2 separate regions of the Drosophila melanogaster genome follow, and region 1 is linked to region 2. Evidence: chromatin contacts called from public Hi-C data. All regions are on one chromosome and are shown on one strand. The core of a region is the stretch at or near the end of the contact, and the rest is flanking DNA. Distances in the headings are between cores, read along the strand shown. Region 1 holds the start of nAChRbeta3 (nicotinic Acetylcholine Receptor beta3). Region 2 holds the start of lncRNA:CR44222 (long non-coding RNA:CR44222).

The links. A called contact is a pair of places that touch in the nucleus more often than the background predicts.
Region 1: a Hi-C map of the Kc167 cell line shows a contact between it and region 2, with 6 times the contacts expected there. The contact joins the promoter of nAChRbeta3 here to the promoter of lncRNA:CR44222 in region 2. A contact is called at or near these places in 2 of 107 Hi-C or Micro-C datasets (the D17-c3 cell line and the Kc167 cell line).

The regions. Positions count from the first base shown.
Region 1 is chr2L:539,712-546,418 of dm6, reverse strand. It overlaps nAChRbeta3 (nicotinic Acetylcholine Receptor beta3), which reads right to left and starts at 1,290. Exons shown (of 4, transcript NM_080359.4): 1 at 1,113-1,290; 2 at 855-1,048; 3 at 1-603. The coding sequence starts at 1,227. It overlaps Spp (Signal peptide peptidase), which reads left to right and starts at 1,766. Exons shown (of 3, transcript NM_078720.3): 1 at 1,766-2,086; 2 at 2,153-3,003; 3 at 3,070-3,633. The coding sequence starts at 1,877. The coding sequence ends at 3,178. Ets21C (Ets at 21C) reads left to right here. Exons shown (of 4, transcript NM_001298618.1): 4 at 1-1,494. It overlaps ush (u-shaped), which reads right to left. Exons shown (of 9, transcript NM_001272902.1): 9 at 5,887-6,707. The coding sequence ends at 6,463. It also overlaps lwr.
Region 2 is chr2L:221,450-228,189 of dm6, reverse strand. It overlaps lncRNA:CR44222 (long non-coding RNA:CR44222), which reads right to left and starts at 4,671. Exons shown (of 1, transcript NR_073675.1): 1 at 3,482-4,671. It overlaps kis (kismet), which reads left to right. Exons shown (of 18, transcript NM_078717.3): 10 at 1-57; 11 at 643-818; 12 at 1,682-2,074. lncRNA:CR44221 (long non-coding RNA:CR44221) reads right to left here and starts at 153. Exons shown (of 1, transcript NR_073676.1): 1 at 1-153.

The DNA.
Region 1 (6,707 bases), core at 41-2,540, 320 kb before region 2:
CACTGGCAGGAGCTGGGCGAAGTACATGAGGAAGGCGGCGATCACGATGATGAGCAGGCCGTTGATCATGATCTTCTCGCCGCCCATGTGGGGAGGCAGCCAGAAGGCTGAGAGGGCCAGGATGACGATGCAGGACGCGGGTGTGTAGATGACGGCCGTGTACATGGAGGAGCGCCGCTGAGCCGTCAGAGTGTACTCCATGTAGCCGTAGTAGTCCTGACTGACAAAGTGGGCTCGCGAGTCCACGATTTCCCACTCCGGTGACTGAACCAGGTCGTCGTGGTCAAGGGACTCTCCTCTCGCCGTGCCGTTCTCCGGCAGGACGACCTTCAGGCCCCAGGAGCCGATCTTCAACTTGCAGCTCTGCTTGTCGTGGGGCCAGTTGAGCATGTTGAGTTCGCAGTAGGCCGTGTACACGGCTGGAGGCATCCACCGGAAGTGGCCATCGTGGCTGAGGGTCACCTGGGTTTCGGCCATCAGGCCACCTTCGTCGCCGTTGAAGAGTGTGATTTGGGGGGTCCAGACCTCGCTGGACTTCAAAGTGATCTGCGTGATGTTGTCATATTGTGACGGTTGCCACACGCGCTCCTCGTCTCTCCATCGCTAGAAAACCACGATTGCTTCTGGTTAGTTGATTGGATATTCAGATATTCATAAATGCACTACACTTATTAGCTTTATAGTACTCTCTCAAAAAAAAAAAAAAACAAAACAAAACAACACTTCAGTTCAGTTCAGATAACACGCTTTCCAAAATTGCTTATCAGAGTTGTGAACTTGAGGGAACTCGGAAATTATCTGGTTTCTCAGCTACTCGAGACGAAGGAGAGGACGAAGGAGAGGACTGGACTTACGAGATTCAGCCAGCAGTGGGTGGTCAGCTTGCCGTTCAACTCGTCGATGTCTATGTAGGTGACCACCATTTCCAGGGACACGTTCGTGGGGGTTCCTTGGAACACCGGCTGCACATCGCTGTCGTAGTTCGTGAACAGGCCGGCGTGGAGGCGATCCAGGGCCTTGACATTGGCGTTCTTGGGGTCCGCGGTGGCTGGAGGGGATTCGAGATCACACTTATCAGCGGCTTATGCAACTCCGGAGCCGTAAACACTTACCAGTGGCGCCTGGCACGGAAGTCAGCCCCATAAGAAGCATCCCCATTAGCATTTGCAGCAGTAGTGGCAGTCCAGGACCGGAAACTGGTGCCTTTATCTTGGGAGTCGTCGTCATTGTTCAGCGCGCCTTTGTTTCGGATGTACGGTGCTGTGCTCTCGAAATCTGAATGGGAACTGAGCTCGGTTTGCGGCTTGGCACATGGCCGAGGCTCCTCCGATATCTCGGTGTTCCTCTGCCGACGCAGCAGATAAAGCAGCAGCCGACATATTTGGGTTTTGTGTGGGAGCCGTGCTCACATGTACTGACTTCGGGGAGGTTCGAGAGTCAGTTCTCTTAAGAACTTAATCAATTCAAAAGCATTTACATATATCAGCATAAAATAAACTTAAAAATCCATTTCACTTATTTTTGTTTCGCAAAAATGCCAAACATATGATTAATAAATTGAGGAGAACTGGTGAACAATTAGCTCGATAAGCTAGCAGGTTTTCACAAACTAAGTTCGGGATTCACTAATTTCAAATCAGATTTATCAGTTTTGAATCTCAACCGTTTTGGTATATTTTTCGGGAGTTTGGTGGCGGTGCGACCCCACCACAGAGGGTGGTATATTTTTGGTATACTGCGGTGCGTCCGATAGGCCCAGACGATGACCAGCGGTACCGATAACACAGATTGTTGACGTGTGCTGCTGCGTGTCATTTCGCTTTTCACCCCCGCAAGCCGGCGATTTTCAGGAACGGATTGGATTGGACAGCACAGCATGGCGGAGGAAGTCATCGGAACCGTTAAGGAGGTGCTGAAGGGCATCATCGAGAATGTGAACGCGCCGAAGAACGAGTCGGCGCCGGGCGAGAAGAAGCCCTCGACTCCGGAGGGCATGGCGGTGGCCTACAGCAGCCTGGTGGTGATGGCCATGCTGCCCATCATCTTCGGCTCCATCCGCTCCGTGAAGCTGCACAAGCTGAAGAAGGTATGTGAAGCAGACTCAGCCCGGAAGCTGCATTAACATGTTTCCCGTAATTCCCACTCCCTGCAGTCAACGGGCGAGAAGGCGGACACGATGACCAAGAAAGACGCCATGTACTTCCCGCTGATCGCGTCGGCAGCCCTCTTCGGGCTGTACCTGTTCTTCAAGATCTTCCAGAAGGTGCACATCAACTACCTGCTCACCGGCTACTTCTTCGTGCTGGGAGTTATTGCTCTGGCGCACCTGCTCAGTCCGGTGATCAACTCGCTGATGCCCGCCGCCGTGCCGAAGGTGCCCTTCCACATCCTGTTCACTAAGGGGGAGGGCAAGCACAAGGAAGACATCGTTAACTACAAGTTCTCCACGCACGACATTGTCTGCCTGGTGATCTCCTCGGCGATCGGAGTGTGGTACCTGCTCAAGAAGCACTGGATCGCCAACAATCTGTTCGGTCTGGCCTTCGCCATCAACGGCGTGGAGATGCTGCACCTGAACAACTTCGTCACGGGCGTCATCTTGCTGAGCGGCCTGTTCTTCTACGACATCTTCTGGGTATTCGGCACCAACGTGATGGTCACCGTGGCCAAGAGCTTCGAGGCGCCCATCAAGCTAGTGTTCCCCCAGGACCTGATCGAGAACGGCCTGAACGCCTCGAACTTCGCAATGCTGGGACTAGGCGACATCGTTATTCCGGGCATCTTCATCGCTCTGCTGCTGCGCTTCGACGACAGCAAGAAGCGCAAGACGCGCATCTACTTCTACTCCACGCTGATTGCCTACTTCCTTGGCCTGCTGGCCACCATCTTCGTGATGCATGTGTTCAAGCATGCGCAGCCGGCTCTGCTCTACCTGGTGCCAGCCTGCATGGGCACGCCCCTCCTGGTGGCCCTCATCCGCGGCGAGCTGAAGGTGCTCTTTGCGTAAGTGTGGACTGCGCTGGGCGCTCGACTTGAAACTAAACTAACTCATTCTCGCCCCCACTGCAGCTATGAAGATCATCCCGAGGAGAAGCCCGAAAAGAAGGAGAAGAAGGAGAAGGACGAGGGCGTCAGCTCGTCCGGCAGCAAAAAGAAGGAGTCGAAAAAGGGCAAGTAGAGCCGGGAGGACGCAACATCCGAACAACATCCCCACTCGTTCCATCGTAAATGTCTTCTGCAGCTAGCCAAGCTCCCTTTCGTTTCGATATGGCTTCTCCATCTACCGCAGTCCATAGCTCATATGGACTAACACCGCTACAAAAGACGATTCACTTACTGAGTTAGTTATGTACGTTCCTTGGCCAGGCACAACAATCTTATTTAGTTCGGTTAGGTTACAATTGTAGAAAATGTTCCCTCGACTTTTTTACCGCAATCAATTTAAATATGTATTTCAAATATTTCTGTGGCTCCGCACAGGAGGCTTATATGTTTAAGAACAGTTTAGATACAAATATATTCCAATTTTTGTAAACAGTGCAATTTTGACTACGAATTCTACATTGCATTTCTTAAAACTAATGCAGTAATTTGTGTAAACAGTAATGCGAATAAATTTTAATTCTAACGTTTAATTAAACTAGTTTTGTATTGAGTAGAGGGTTTTTAGGAATGTAACGGCTTAAGAGAAAAACCTAATACATTTTAAGTTGAGCTTACCAAAATCCAAAGAATTTTTAAATTTAAAACATAATACAAAAGTGCTTTGAAAAAGTCAGTATTTTAATACCACTGTTTATCCACGGCCACACTAAATATCGATAACCGCATAGTGAGACCCTTTGTGTAGAAAAACTTATACCTTTAGCGAGCACAAGCGTTCATTCCTGAAAAATTGCGGTAAAAATTGCGAAAAGCGCGAGTTCCCCCCGCGATTGCAAATAATTAATTTGCTTGGAACCACTGGAGACGCAAGGACGAACAGAGAGGTAGGTGCTCTTGCACTTAGCGCGCCAAAAGGCGACAAAGCCCCTCGTAGGCCACTTACCCACACACACACATTCGCAGACAGACGCGCGTGCAAAAAAGGCCAAGTGGGACTGCTAGCGGAAATCCAGGACTCGAGGACACGTTCGGGCGGCAGTAGAGAAGCGAGCAAGCAGCGACGACCATGTCCGGCATTGCTATTACACGATTGGGGGAGGAGCGCAAGGCCTGGCGCAAGGATCACCCATTCGGGTTCGTCGCACGACCCGCCAAGAACCCTGACGGCACCCTCAACCTGATGATCTGGGAGTGCGCCATTCCCGGCAAGAAGTCCACCCCCTGGGAGGGCGGGCTCTACAAGCTGCGCATGATCTTCAAGGACGACTACCCCACCTCGCCGCCCAAGTGCAAGTTCGAACCGCCGCTGTTCCACCCGAACGTCTATCCCTCGGGCACTGTTTGCCTGTCGCTGCTGGACGAGGAGAAGGACTGGCGCCCCGCCATCACCATCAAGCAAATCCTGCTGGGCATCCAGGACCTGCTCAACGAGCCGAACATCAAGGACCCAGCCCAGGCGGAGGCCTACACCATCTACTGCCAGAACCGACTGGAGTACGAGAAGCGCGTGCGTGCCCAGGCCCGCGCCATGGCGGCCACTGAGTAGTCGGGCTCCTGCCAACCACCTTTACCACATAGACATTAACAAATACACACATCTAGCCGGTAAGCGTTTGTTTGGAATGCTCTCCACGTCTACTTACTTTTAAAGAATCGACTAATTTTGGATAGCCCCCGCGGCCCGAAGCATCTAATTTTTTAATGTTCTGCACTTGCTTAATTACCAGCATGTACCATCTGAATAAATACAAATAAGTCCTGTAATTTTTCGATGAGGCCCAAAGTGGCCACGTGGCACCCAGAATTCGACGCTCTTTTCAGCTTCCATTCTGGGTGCAGGTGCCGATTATTCTACGGGCTATTTTGTATCGCGAGTACTACGTACAAACCTATGTAATTTCAATAAAAATTTATTAGTTGTAAAAGCTTATGCATTTTAAAGCGGAAAGGATTTCCCAGCAAATGTGCAGTCGAGCACTTGTTGGTCGTCAGTAGCCGTACAGCTGGATTTAGTGCTTGAATTATTCCATATAAAGTTCTTCCTTTTGCTTATTATTTAAGTAACATGACTATTTTTAAATTTAAGCATTTTATTTAAAAACTTGTTCAGTCCATTTTTACCTTTATATTTTATTTGATTTTTAGGCATTTGAAGCTGGTCACATTTCCCAACTATTTCAGCTGATCTGGCAAGTCCGCCAACATTACTATGCATAATTTTTGGCTGATCTGGTAGCATTCGCTGCTGATATAGCAATGCTTCCAGCTAACGGTTCATTTCCAACGAGGCCGCCATATTGAAAAATGCCCAGTTAAAACACCTACTGAGATTTGTGTTCGCCTGGTACTTCAGTCTGGGGAATCCGGCATACTGACAGCTGAATTTATTATTTTTCCCGAGGATGCTCATATATTTCGAACTGAATTACCAGGGAAGCATAAGCGTGGAAAGGTGTTTTTAAAACAACCGCCAGGATTCCCAAAGTCTTGGTTTTGGTGGGCATGCTCTATTCTGAGTACCAGGCGAACAGAACTTCTAGTAGGCTACCAACGATCAGCTGATCTATCTGATGCCTGGTCTAATCTAACGGTTCTTTTATTAGGGATGCCACAATATTTTTCTATTGATCCGGTAATATGTCCGATGTTTGACAATATTTTAATCAATCTGGCAACTATGTCGTCATAACATTTTTCGCTAATCTGGCAGCACTCAAATCGTTCGTTGAATTCAAAAATGTAAAATGTCGTTTAGTTACTAATTTCACTATATTTTATATTGAATAAATTAATTACTTTTATTGTCGCACACACTTAATAAATAATGTACTCATTTAAATTACACAGTTAGAATTGCTCGCTTTATGGGGAACAGCGAGTAATTTACATTATAGTATTGGATCTACATTGGAATACTTCGCCTCCTTCTACTCCGCAGACCATTGCAAACTTGTAGTTTCTCGCCCTCAATTTAATTTCTGTCTAAGTGGTAAGCTTTGGCATGCATTATATGTCATGGTTCCCACTTAATGGGTATGCGCCTAAATTAATGTACCTAAGTATCTATGTGTTATTCCTTTAGGTGTACTGTATATGTACGGGAGTACGATGTATATATCTACTTCTATCGATCGGTAAGTCGAAGGAGTCAGTCCCCAAATGGAGTTGGAAGTGGAGGGCAGCGACGGGAGATTTTCCGGGAATACTGTCGTCGATGGTTGGTTGCGGTTTGGATAGTGTACATTTTTAAAGGAGGCTAGGATTCGATTAGTTTCGATTGGGTTGGGCTGCTGCTTAGAAGCACGTGTAATACCACTCAAGCTGCTTGCGCTGCGCCTCCCACCGCAGCTGGCTTTCTCAAATGGCCGCCTCCTGCAGGTTTTCCTTGTTCTTCTGCTGGCCGTGTCCGCCGACCAGGCCGCCAATGCCCAGGCCCACGGCAACGCCTCCGCCCAGGTGATTCGGACTGGGGCTGTCGCTGGCCTCGGGGCGAATGGGCTTGTTTTTGCAGTAGAACTGCTTGTGAGCCAGGTAGGTCTTCACGTAATTGAAGGATATGTCACAGGTTGAGCAGTACTTCTTCATCACCTCGGCGGCGGCAG
Region 2 (6,740 bases), core at 3,422-5,921:
TCACCGGGGGCGATAACAAGGACTCGCTTCTCGACCCGGAGCGTCCCAGTTCGTCTGGTAAGAGTAGCAGTGAAAATGCTAGCGGCGGCAACGACAAAACGGAAAGCGAAAATGATGCCACAACCGTTTCCGAATCCTCATACAAATCCGAAGTCTTGCCGGGCAAAGGCAGCGATCTGGATGTGTCGGTCGCCCAGCAGGACGCATTATCAGCAACTCCTGAATTGGCAAATACATCAGATCCTAAAATGAATAAAAATGACGCACAAGTCTCAGCCTCTGTTTCCTGCGATCCGGCCGACTCTAGTTCACCCGAGGCGGCAGGAAAAGCTCAGGGGACGGGGGTCCAGACTGGCGATGCCGGAGAATTGGACATCGAATCGGAGAAAAAAGATAACGAAAAGGAAACCAAGGAGTCAACTGGTGATGCTCCTGCTGTGGAAGCCAAAAAAGATAGCGCTGCCATTGCCCGAGCTGAAGGCGATAAAACGGAATCATGCACTAACAATGCTACCACAAACATCTCCACCACCACTACTACTACTACCATTACCAATACCACCACCACCACCAATAATCCATCATCCAAAGCGGCTAACTCTAACAACACCACCGACCATGCTAACTCAAACTCACATTTAGGCTTGGACGAGGAGGAGAGTGTCGCCGGCAGCTATCCGCCAACCGTGGCAGCCGTCGAGGACGCCACTACTATGTGGCCATCTATGCAGGACCTTAACACGCGTCTCCGGCGGGTGATCACTGCCTATCAAAGGAATTACAAGAAAGAGGAATTAAAACTGCAGCAGAAGGCCAAGGTAGGTGCAATATCCTTTATCCACATACCAACCCTTTTCATATTATCTTCTCCATTCGTTGCCACTTTAATGAGAGTACATATATATTTTATATTCCCTTTACTCTCAGAGTATAAAGGTATACTAAATTCGTTGAAAAGTATCTAACAGTCAAAATTGAACGTTTCTGTCTGTCCGTATTAACATCGAGATCTCGATGCTGCAAGTTTGCTTGAGTACGTTGCTTGAGAACTGTCACGCTCACGATGTTTTCATTTTCTTTTATTTAGTTTTGCCAATTTCTAGTGATACTTTAAAATTAGCGTTTTCTTCAAATTAAATTGTTATCTTTGAGATTTATATTCACCCACCCTTATTAACGACTATGAAAAATCTAAAATTCAAATAGTTTCCGAAACTGTCTGTTGCCTAACCCAAATGACTATTGAATCATTTTACATTTTTTGTTCTACGTTTCATGATTATGTTGTAGTGTCCAATGTTAGAAATATGTAGTTTTGTTGCTTAGCTGTTGGCTGTAGTTAGTTTCGAACCGTACACCGTAGTTAGCGTACAGAACGGACAGTGGACATTGACTTGGACAAAGAAGCGGTTCCAAAAATGCAACCGAATTCGATTTACCCAAAGCATCAAAAGCTGTAAATAAGAAAAAATCATTAACTAATGCAGCCAACAGCTGATAAACTAAACTATGTAAAACGCTGACAGAGGATTGCACTTAATTTCTTTACCATCAAGACCATCTTAATAAAATCATCCTCAGCCCACCCTGAATCTGTGACAGTTCCTGACCTTTTTGCCGAACTTGCAAAGTTACCAACTCCACCAACTCTTTCTCTGTGATTGTCACATTTGTCCCACAGCTCCAGGCATTGGTTTCATCGACACCGCCGCTGTCGGTTCCCACCACTCCCACCCTTCAGTCTATGCAAATGCAGCTGCAGAGCGGCTCCGGCAGTGGTGGGTCCGGAATAGGATCCTCTGCTCAGCACGATGCCAGTGGCCGGAGTCTTCAGGCGTTGATGCAATCGCAGGGGGCCAGCACATCCGCAGCAGCAGCCGCCGCCGCATCAAGTGCTGGAGGATCCTGTAGTGGATCCGGCCAGGTGGGCATGGGCGGAGCGGGAGTCATGCCAGCTATGCCAACCGCCGCCGACATAAGCCTAATGCTCAGCATACTCAACACCACAGATGTCAACCAGCTGGCCAACTTGGACATCAATAAATTGGCCATGTACCTGGTCAGCATGAACAATGTACGTTAGTGATGAGTACCTCCTCTCTATATAAAACATTTTTATATTATAACCACTTACACTGCCACTTCGAACAATCATCCCGTTGCCCTTATAAGCAACCCCCACTCAAATAAATCCCCAACCTCCACTCGTTGGCTAAAGCAAAAACAGAAAAGCCACGCTTTGAGGCTCTAAAAGACTATGAACACTTTAATAAACTCCTTCGAACCGATACCTAAATAAAAAAAAAAAAAAAACACTGACAAAAAAGCACGCAACTACACAAAACACTATTAACCTTACTAACCTGCATGTATTCGTAAACTATCATAATATAAACAAAAACCTAACATTTTGTCTAACCCATATGTTTAAAGGGTGACGTTTAAAGTCGTATACTATTATAAGTAAAGCAATTGGTTTTTCGATTTGACTATTCAGAAAACTATTCGCGATATGGGTTCCTAGCAGTAGTTCTGATACCCATTTTAACCTTTGTCCACATACTCACTTTGCGATGGTCTTATGTAGAAGGCACACGAAAATAATGCAGGGAATCAGCCTAAATAAAGGACGAAGTCAATACCCATTCCCACAGTGGGGTTTTGAAGTTTTAGAGGAGAACATTTTGTTAACTCGCCTTGCGACTTTGTATCCTCCCTTTTGTGTGTGTGTGCGTTCGTACTGAACGAAGAATCAAAAGCGAGCGACGACAAAACGAACAGGAGGCAGCGACAGAGCTGAGAACCGACAGCATACACTTATGCCTAATTTATGCAAAATAAAAGAAATACATACACTCCAATTTGAACCCGAATGCGGTGCACACGATGTTCAGATGGTCCTCTCGTTGGATTCCCCGTCCTCTTTTCTCATCGCATTTTATCTCATCTCGCGAATGGGAATGGGCATGCGAATGAACGGCCAAAACGGAGGAAATGTCAAACCACTTTGCACACCCGGCGGCAGAAACAAAAACAGCAACACACCGAACTCCTTCTCAAATCCACTGTCTAGTGCAAAACCGTTGCTTTCGATTCCTTGCCTCCGCTTCGCCTTTTGCTGCCCCTTGATGTGGCAGCAAAAGCAGATACACCGCAAAACAGTGGAACCAGCAACGTGTTGGTCACAAGGCATGGGGCGACATATGGGAAAAGGCAAAACAGCGAAGTCAATTGTACAAGCTGCCCTTTTCGATGCGCAGCAATCCCACTGTGTTGGCGGGCTAGAGATGCGCCAATTGCAAGCCAAATGAGAACGATTTTTTAATATTTCATATTCACATATTTATAAATATCCGAGTAGTCCGGAATCGATTTGAATAAGGGTGCCGATACTAAAGCGATACTGCGCTCCAATACATCTGATTATATATGCCATGGCTATAGAAATGTAGAAATTTTAGAAGGCCTAATTCGGGAAATTCCCCCTACAACTGGTCATCGCTGAATGGGCGACGTTGCCATTATCAAAAGGCAGAGAGGCAGCGGTAAAGGCAGCGCACCATCAATCAAACATACAACAACAACAATAACAGAAGTAAAAGGAGCGAAACAATCCGGTAATGTCGGGGGGCCGGAAGAAACGGCGGCAGCAAGAAGAGCAAAGCCAAGTGGTTGTTGCTGCCGTTGCCGATGTTGTTGTATCGACGAACTGGAGTTCTTTGGTGACGATGGTTGCTGCGGCTGCCGCGACGTGAGCAGTAGCGTTGGTGGACGACTTGGTTTTATTGCTGTAGTTGTTGTTGGCCATTCGATATCATCGGGTGGTGGTGCTGCCTAGCTGCGTTGGCTGTACTTACGCTGCCGCCGCCTCGCTGTATGTATTAGTTTTCCATGCGAGAGTGCCTCACTCTCTATCTCTGTCCCGCTCCCTAGATGTCTGCAATGTGTGTTTGTAATTTTACATTTTCTGGATTTATCCAATGTATAATTTTTTCCTTTCGTATGCGCCCACCCAAATGTCTGGGGGGTGGTTGGTGCTGCTTCTGCTTCTGACACCACTGTTTCGGCTACTGCTCTCACGAACTGAATTATTGAGCGCAAAAAGGAGACGGGGATAATGGTGACCTGTTCCTCTTATGGTTTCCTGTTCTCTTCTTTCGCATACCGCGAGAATTCGATAAAGACGCCTAATTGTGCTCATTTGGACTGGGAATGGGAATTCCTTTGCTCCCCCAGACCTCCGGGGCGGCCGTCCCATTGCACGCTGCGCTGCTGCTTTTGCTTAAACCTACTTTTTGCTTTATTCTGTTGATTCGTTTTTGAAGTTGCAACGTAACGTGCATTTGAAACACCTAACATAGAGAAGTTGATGGCTATCCTCCTGTGCGTGTGATTCGACTGGTGCGGGTTGCCATTCTTTTTGTTTCCATCTTCGGTCCCACCTTCGACTTGCTTGGAAGCTTTTGCTTTTGTTGCTGACCGCTGTCGTTGCTCTTTTTTAGTGACGTTGTTGTTGGTGCTGCCATTCGATTTATTATTTTATTAGCATTTCGCTGCCACTTAAGTGTGCACAGTGGAGCGAATCGAAACTTTTCTGATGTGTAAATACATAAAATTTTGAAAGGGAAAAGTTGTTTTTGCCATGCTGACTTTTTGAGTAATATTTTTTTGTTGAAGAATTTTTATATTCTTTTATGCTCTCGGACACTCCACTGTGCGTGTGCTCGTAACAGTCGCTGCTAGATCCCATTGCCGCTCTCTCACTCTCTCTGTAGTGACTGCATTCAAAGGATGCAGCCGCCACGCCTGCGCATTTTTCACTTTACACCTGTCACTCATAAACCATTTGAAAAAGTATATGTCTAACCGATATGCTGAACGGCTTGTCAAGTTTAAATCCGACTTGTCTACCTGCCATCACCCTTCTTACTTTCTTTCCCTTTTTCGATATAGTTTAGTCCAATTTAGGATAGAGAAGAGTGGCCTCCTGCCCTCTTCGGTGATCTTGCGCAAGATTTCTGTTGGTGTGAGTGAGTGCATTGTCGAAGATATATATATGTCTCTGTCGCATATCGATTGTGCGATTGTAGCCGCCCTGCTCACTCATGCATGCATTTCGGTGTGTGCAATATCCACTCACGGACTCGCTCACTCATGTGGTATCTGCATCTGTATCTTGCGGATTGATTAATAATCTCGTTTCGTTTTTGCTCTGGCTACGTGCTTATCGCACTTTGGCACTGCTTCCATCTTTCATGCTTTCTGACTGCCTCGTGCTCTCTCTCCCTGTCTCCTGTCTGGATAGTGTGTTGCTGTCGATGTAAAGCCCAAAGGTCGAAATAATAAAACAATGCGAATTTCTAATCATACGATAAAAATTGTTAATTGATATTGATATCTTAAAATATGGATTAGGAGACGAGGGTGAACTCCATACCGATAAGGTATTAGGCGTCATTTCTAAAAGATTTTCGAATTAAACCATTTCATGGTTTTACTTCTCTTTGCTTTGCGCTGTTGTTGCGCCTGCTGTTATTATTTTATTTTATCCCTTTTTTCCGTTGTCCTGCGTCCGTCCGTCATTACCCCGTTCATCTTCCCCCATTTGGCTGCCTCGCTCTTTCGCTCTTTCGTGCCGTTCTCTATGTGTCGTCAACAGTTTCTGTGGTACATTTGTTTCATTGCCTTAGCTTTTTTTGCCTGCGATTCCGCCGTGTGTTGTTCTCTCCCCGCTCCAGGGTTTGTGTTTAGGTGCGAGTAAGTGTGCGGCAGGCTCTTGTCTCGCTTCTTTGCTTACATTACACAGTTGACACAATGTGCCCGCTGCGGCCGCTCTTCTTCAACTCGTCCATCCACTGCACACTCACAGTCACAATCGCATCTAGGTTGCTTCTGCCCGCGCCCTCCCTTGAATTGTACTCTCGCGAAGCCGAAGTCGATGCTCTCTCTGTCGCTCTCCCTTATTGCAAGTGACGCTCATTCACCTCCGAGTTGGATGTCGGTCTCAGTTTTAGCCCACCTCATTCATATTCACATTCACCCAAAACGGCGTTTGACTTAATCTCACGATTGTTTGGTTTCCTACTCTCCCGCGCTCCCTCTCTTCTGAGTCTCTCTTTCTGGCTGATTCGCATTCGATTTTAGCCGCTGCCATCGCCGTTGTTTGCCTACCTATGTGTGTGTGTGAGGAGTGTGTCTTGTATTTTAGTCCGCAATGCGCTCCGCTCATTATTTGTTTGAGCGCCGCGGTGTAAAGTTGTAAAAAGTCCAAGTGCTCGTGGAAACTCGATGCAAGACGGGGAAAACGAAACGCGATAAATCGTGAGAAAGAGAGTGCGCTAAAGGAAGAGGGAGTGATAATCAAACGAAATGGAATAATGTATTTGCAGAGGCAACAACAACAATGCAAATAGTTGTCATTGAGGCGCAATGAATGATAATTAGTGCTTAATTGAAATCAATAATCATGACGAAAGCGTAAAGCTTCGATTTTGCCAATATATTCTTGATTACCAGTGAGTCTGTGATATTGCCGTGTGTTCGAAAATGGAGGTTATTAAACCCATGGACTTCAGCAGCTTCTCGGCGTTCTGCGAGCATCTTAACAAATCTTCACAAATTGCAGCAACAACTGCAACGACGATACCGCCAACAATAAACAATGGAAAAGGCATTTATTTGGAGGTAAAAGCAAAAAATACAAATATTTCGATGCGAAATTGCAAGCATGGACATGATGC